2 separate regions of the Pan troglodytes genome follow, and region 2 is linked to region 1. The links are chromatin contacts, called in public capture Hi-C maps. All regions are on one chromosome and are shown on one strand. Each heading gives the region's core, a stretch centred on a gene start, on an enhancer-like site or on the middle of the called end of the contact. The rest is flanking DNA. Distances are from core to core; before and after follow the strand shown. Region 1 overlaps FYN (FYN proto-oncogene, Src family tyrosine kinase). Region 2 has its middle 46 kb from the start of CCN6.

Region 1 (2,903 bases), core at 140-2,639:
TCATTAACAAAGGTGTGGGGTGTTGTTTTTTTAACTTTTTGTTGGAACACATGCAGAAAAGTGCACGTATCAAAAGTGTACACAGTGATGTTGCACAACAGTGTGAACGTACTTACTGCCACTCAACTGTACACTTAAAAATGATTAAAATGATAAATTTTATGTTGCCTATATTTTACCACAATTTTCAAAAAGTATACAGTTTGCTGAATTTTCACAAGCTGAACATGCCTGTGTGGCCACCAGCCAGGTCAAGAAGAGTGTTACCTGCCCCCCAGGAGTCCTCCTCCTGTAGCCACAGGAAGTTTTTAAAAAATAATAAACAGCTACCATTCATTGAAGGCTCCTGATGTACCAGCCATGAGCTAAGTTACAAACATTCTCATGCATTCTTCCACTACTGTCTGAGGTATGCATCGACGTCATCGTTTGATATCTGAGGAGCCAGAGGCCCAGATTAGGAAACTGCCCCAGAGCACAGAGCTGGCAGGTGGCAGAGCCCAGGGCGAGGTGCAGGGAGGCATCCTGAGAACAGTGTCAGGTTTGATCTGGGAAAGGCCCAGATACTTTATCAAAGGGGATGGGAACCTTCAAGTGACAGGAAGCTTTGGAGAGTTGACTGGGGCTGGGGAGGAGGGGATTGGGCTTTGATCTCTCTGGGTATACCTCCTTGCTGTTATTTTGCTGCTTGTTGGAGTCCATTAACTTTGAATTCTGAAATCCTCCGCCCCTTAGCCTCCCCTACATGCCAAGGTTGATTAGAAATTTCAAGACTATTTGTAAACTTTCAACTGCAAGAACCAAGGAATAGTAAGAGCGCAGACCCAGCTCTCAGGAGGCTTTGTCCACACTGCACGTCTGTCTGTGCATTACGCTGGAGGGCGTTGGAAAGTCAGTCCCTGCCAGTGTCAGTCCCATGGCTTCTTCCTTTGTTAATCTGGAAACGATCTGCAATGTCACCAAATTGAAATTTTAGAGAAAAACTTAAGGAGGATCCAATCTGTCTCAATCTCTATTTTGTGACTTCCATGCATGGCCTTTGATGTTTACAGAGTCCTTTGAGCCTCCAACCCTGTTCTTGTAGAGGAAAATATTACAAAGGTTCTCTTCCTCTTAATGTTCTTCCTTTCTGCCAATGGAATTCCATATCAGTGGAATTTTAAAATTCCCTTTCTCAAGGTTATAGAAAAGAAAAATAAGGTTTGTGTAACAAGACAATATCCTGAAGTCAAGGGTAATAACAGGGAAGAGAAAATAGTGAAGGAAAAACAAAGCAATAATACGGAAGCAGATGGCACACGGCTCCTCCCCTCCCCCATCCTCTCCCGCCTCTGGCTCTGGTCCTCAGAGGAGAGGGAGGAATGGGGCTCTGTTCTGCCAGGGCAGCTGCCACACCTCCTAGTGTGTGTCCTCCCACTCCCTTCCCTGGTGGAGCCCTGGTGGCGCTGGAGGCCACAGGGCTGGCTTTGTTAAAGTACAACATACACCGTGGGATGTGCATGTATGTATGTACCCAGAGGCGGTGTTCCTGCTACCCAGCAAGGGGCAAAGGTGCTTCATTGACCCGTTGTAAGTGCTCAGTGTCATGTATTAGGACATTATTAAATTTGAACCCCTTTTGCAAAGTATTTAAGTTCATCCATTTTATTCCTTGTTTTCACATTTCAAGACTAGTCGTTTACCATCTACGAACAGTGACTCTTTAAAATGTAATACATGTTTTACACAGAGTGGAGTATTGGTCACAGCTGAGGGCAGGTTTGTTGTTTTTTTTTTTCCTATTGTGATAAAAAGAAATCCTGGTTTAGAGCCCCACCCAAGCATTTGATAAAATTGTTACCGACATAAAATGCTACACTACTGAGCAGATCAAGGCTGACTTCTGTTGGCAAATAACTACTCCCTGGCTCCAAGGCTCTAGGGCTCCCAGCTCCGGGGCCCACAAGCCTACGAGCAACTTTGGGGTTTGGGGGTAGACTCTTTTCTTGGTGTGGGGTGTGGTGGGGGCACAGAATCTTTTAGCAAGTCTTTAAATCAGAGGAACAGAGACAGCTGTTATAAAACCTTAAAAGCCATTCTAAACCAGCGCCAGGCTTTAAATCATATATTTGAATTAGAGCAAGATAACAAAGAATATCTCACCAAGTGCAAACTGAAAAATCTGAACTATAAGAACCGTTTAAAGAAATACAGCTTTAACAATGCTAATTACCCACAGTAACTCAAGAAATAAAAGATAACATAGTAGAGATCCTATTTTCCTAAATCAACATGAATATAGAGTATATCTATTTATAGGTGAATTGGTGCTTCTAGTGTATCAAAAAGATGACTTAATTCACTCGCTCAACGTCTCTCAATGAATATTTTGAGTCTGTACCAGCCTCTCTAGGCTCAACATGTGAGGTTTACTACATAATAAACATTGAATCTTTGTCACTTTATGTCTCCTTTGATGAAGAAGATGACCCTAGAAAGCCTAGAAAAAGAGAAATCAAGGATTTTATCTTTCTCATGAGTAGCTGAAAACCCTTGTGAGATTAATAGGGTCAAGTGAGAAAATCATGAATTCCTGATTCATGACTTCAGAATGAGCTGATAATTGCATTCTGATCTGTGCTACACTATTTAGGTACCTAGACCAAAATGAGATAGTTAATGCTAGATTTGAATTGGAAATGACTTCATTAATGCCAGATCACCTGAATAAGGCTGGACTTGTCCCAACCTGCAGCAAAATATATTGGCTTCCCGCCCCCATTGACAGTCTCAGATACCCTAAAATTGATGCTAGCCATTTTTTTCTTAATTTAATTCAATTAGAACTAACTTGATGAAGGTTATCTTGCATTAAAAAACAATAAGCCTCTGCTACAAGCACTTAATTTTTTCCTCGCCATTTT
Region 2 (2,903 bases), core at 164-2,663, 290 kb before region 1:
GGCAGCTCCTGCAGTGCTCTCTGTCACTTATTGGCTTTCACACATGGATGAGGGATTAGGTCTTTGTGATTTTCTATGCTCAGGGGCCCTATATGGGAACCACGTTGGTATTTACAGGTTTTTTTTTTTTAATGGTGAGTTTATGGCTGGATCCTTGAGGACTACTTTGGACACTGTCTGATTCTTCTCTGCTTCTTCAGCACTGATTGTAGTAAACGGTGCTCAATATGTGTTCAACCACTGTGGACCATTTTTAAATGGACTATCAAAGGGAGACAAAACTGGACACTAAAGTGGAAAGGGCCTATTTTAAACATTAATAACAATTGCAATAGAGAAAAGAGTCCAGTGTGAACTGAACTCATCCTTGATTTGCAGATGTGGCTGGATATTTCAAAACGGGATTGAGGGAGTAGAGGCTCAGTAGAGTCAGAGAAGTGAAAAATTACAAAAAGCGAGAAGGAGGTGTTGATCCACGTGAAACCCACCTGGATTTGCTAATTGGCACTTATTGAAATTAGATTCCTACCCAACTACAGAGATTGGGTGACTGGGACCCTGTCTTTAGGTGTTGGCAGGAACAAACAGTAAATTCTTTTAGTAGCATTGAGTTCTCTCAGGCAGGTGCTTTATGGGGGCTAGGGTCATCTGAGGGGTGCAGCTTTGAGTTTTTTGATACTTTGTTAGTGTTTGTTCAAGTGTTTATAGATCAAGGTCAAGGCCCAGAAGAGAAGAGGGCTCAGGGGAGTCTGCTAGTTTGGTCAAGAAGAGAATCTTTGTGGGGACAATGGTTGTTGCTAAAAGAAACTAGGACAAGTCTAATAGAAATTGTATAAAGGGTATTCACATGTAATATACTTCTTGCTTCTGATGTGTACATTTTCATAACTCTGAAAATGTCTCTGTAAGTTTGTGTATTGATAGGGCACGTGGATTAGGCCCTGAGAGTTAAGGCCCTTTAAGCAAATGCTTGGGTCCTTGATCTAATACTACTGGGAGGAGGAAGCACAGGTGAAATTGAGAAAGCCCCAAGCACCATTATGTGCTCATAGCTTAAAACACAACAGCAAAACATGGAGCATTTTTATGTTGAAGCTTGGTTAAAAGGCAACGGCAGGCCAAACCCAGTTATTACAGCAAATATGTACTGCAAATCTATCTGCCTTCAATTGGTTGAAGTAACAGGAAAATATATTCCCTCATTCCCTAACCCCCCAAACCCCTTGCAAAACACATCCCACAAATTCCCATCCCCAACAGCAAAGTCATGGGCCATGAACTGTGATGTTAGCCTTTCTCTAAAGAATCTGCTCCTGGCTCCTGACAGAGTTTGGAAGTCATCCTCTGGCCCCATTCTTCGCTGGGAATGAGCGTCATCAGCCTGTGCACACACTTGGCCTGCACATCACCCTGGAGAATCAGAACCTGGCTTCAGAAGAGTGGGAGGGGCAGAAGACGGAAGCGGAGAGCAGGGGCGAGGGCAAGAACCCCCTGGAGCTGATTGCTGCTCTGTGAACGCACCAAGGTCAGGGGAAGGAAATCTTCAATAGTCGACAGCCTCAGGTAGAAATGGAGAGCTGGCCACCTCTAGGGAGCGGCTGTCAGTGAAGAAGGGTGAGCGGGAACCCCTGACCTCCTCACAGCGCCTGGAGACATTGCTCTTCTCTCCCACTCTCCTGTCCGCTGTTTCAACCACACACACACACATACACACACACACACACACACACATACACACACACACACACACACACACACACACACACACACACCCTGCAGTAAAAGAGTTGATGCTTTCCTATGGGCACTCTCTGGTTGAAACCCTAAAGGCAAGTGAAAGGGCTTTTAAAAACCAATCTCAATGATCCGTTTGAGGGAAAAGAAATAAGGCAATGTTTGGAATAGCATCTCCAGCACTGATGGGAGTAAGTGGTACCAATGAAGTGAAATCCTCAGCTGTCAGTCCTGGGCTTCTCTACCAGGGAAAACAATGAGAAATGTTTTTTGTTACCTCGCCTTTGTTCGTTGGAAATTTGATCAGAATTCCCATGTCTGCTATTTTCCTTCTGTACGCTTAACCAAATGCAAATTCTCAGGCTCACGCTAGAGGTCGCTGTTGATCACATCCGAACCTCACCTCCCAACGCAGGCAGGAGAGGCAGGCTCACCGCCGCACGTCTTCACTGCAGTGGGAGCAGCCCGCAGGCTTTGGTGGCAGGAAGATCAGTTTGGCCACACCCGGTTCAGGTACAGCGCATCGGCCTGCGAGGACGTTGCTTTTTATTTCACAGACAAAAGTATAAAACGAGGATAAAGCAGATAATTAAAGGTGCTTCAAATTAATTTGAATTTTTTTAAGTACTGCATAATTTATGACCTTTCAACACTTCCCTTCCCCTCCCTGTCTGACCCCCCAACCATATCACTTCTTCCCCCACTTCCATTAAGCAATTTGAGGAGTGTACAATATGAAGGACTTGAATAAAAGCCCAGGCTTAAATATGGACCATACCTGCAGTTAGCCGCTATCACTGACACCACTGGGTTTGTATCCTTCCCAGCTGGTTCTACGCCCAGAATATAAAACAGCTAAGAAATAAAATGACAAGACAACAGGGCCGATAACACTGTAAGCAATTACAGCCTCTCTTGATGCTGAGAATTCTAAAGACGCCACCCAAAAAGCAGTATTCTAATCGAAGGCCATTATTAATGAACCAGATCTCTGCCTGGCTGACTCCTATTCTTCCTGTCCTAATTATATTCATCTGCTCCTTCTTTGCTCCTAACTTTGGAAATTGCTTTCAGCATAGACCAATCCCAAAGGCGAGCTGGAAGCCAGAGCTGAAATAAAAGTCGGCGGTATTATCATTTTGAGGCAAGTCACGAAGTATTTATTGTTT

What was found. Capture Hi-C pulls out chosen DNA fragments and counts their contacts.
Region 2: a capture Hi-C map of stem cell-derived neural stem cells shows a contact between it and region 1, with 6 times the contacts expected there. The contact joins two enhancer-like sites. A contact is called at or near these places in 3 of 7 Hi-C or Micro-C datasets (blood, induced pluripotent stem cells and stem cell-derived neural progenitor cells), 1 of 1 datasets of contacts at active chromatin or transcription factors (stem cell-derived excitatory neurons) and 1 of 1 other capture datasets (stem cell-derived neural stem cells).

What each region holds. Positions count from the first base shown.
Region 1 is chr5:123,639,342-123,642,244 of NHGRI_mPanTro3-v2.0_pri, reverse strand. All of the region lies in intron 6 of FYN (FYN proto-oncogene, Src family tyrosine kinase), which reads left to right. Among named protein-coding and RNA genes, the nearest start is that of TRAF3IP2, 110 kb to the right of the region's middle. Within about 2 kb of position 1,389, at least 12 of the 24 cell types and tissues checked have an H3K27ac peak or open chromatin away from gene starts, as enhancers often do. A contact at or near this core is called in stem cell-derived neural stem cells, where this site is marked.
Region 2 is chr5:123,930,706-123,933,608 of NHGRI_mPanTro3-v2.0_pri, reverse strand. No RefSeq gene overlaps it. Among named protein-coding and RNA genes, the nearest start is that of CCN6, 46 kb to the left of the region's middle. Within about 2 kb of position 1,413, at least 9 of the 24 cell types and tissues checked have an H3K27ac peak or open chromatin away from gene starts, as enhancers often do. A contact at or near this core is called in stem cell-derived neural stem cells, where this site is marked.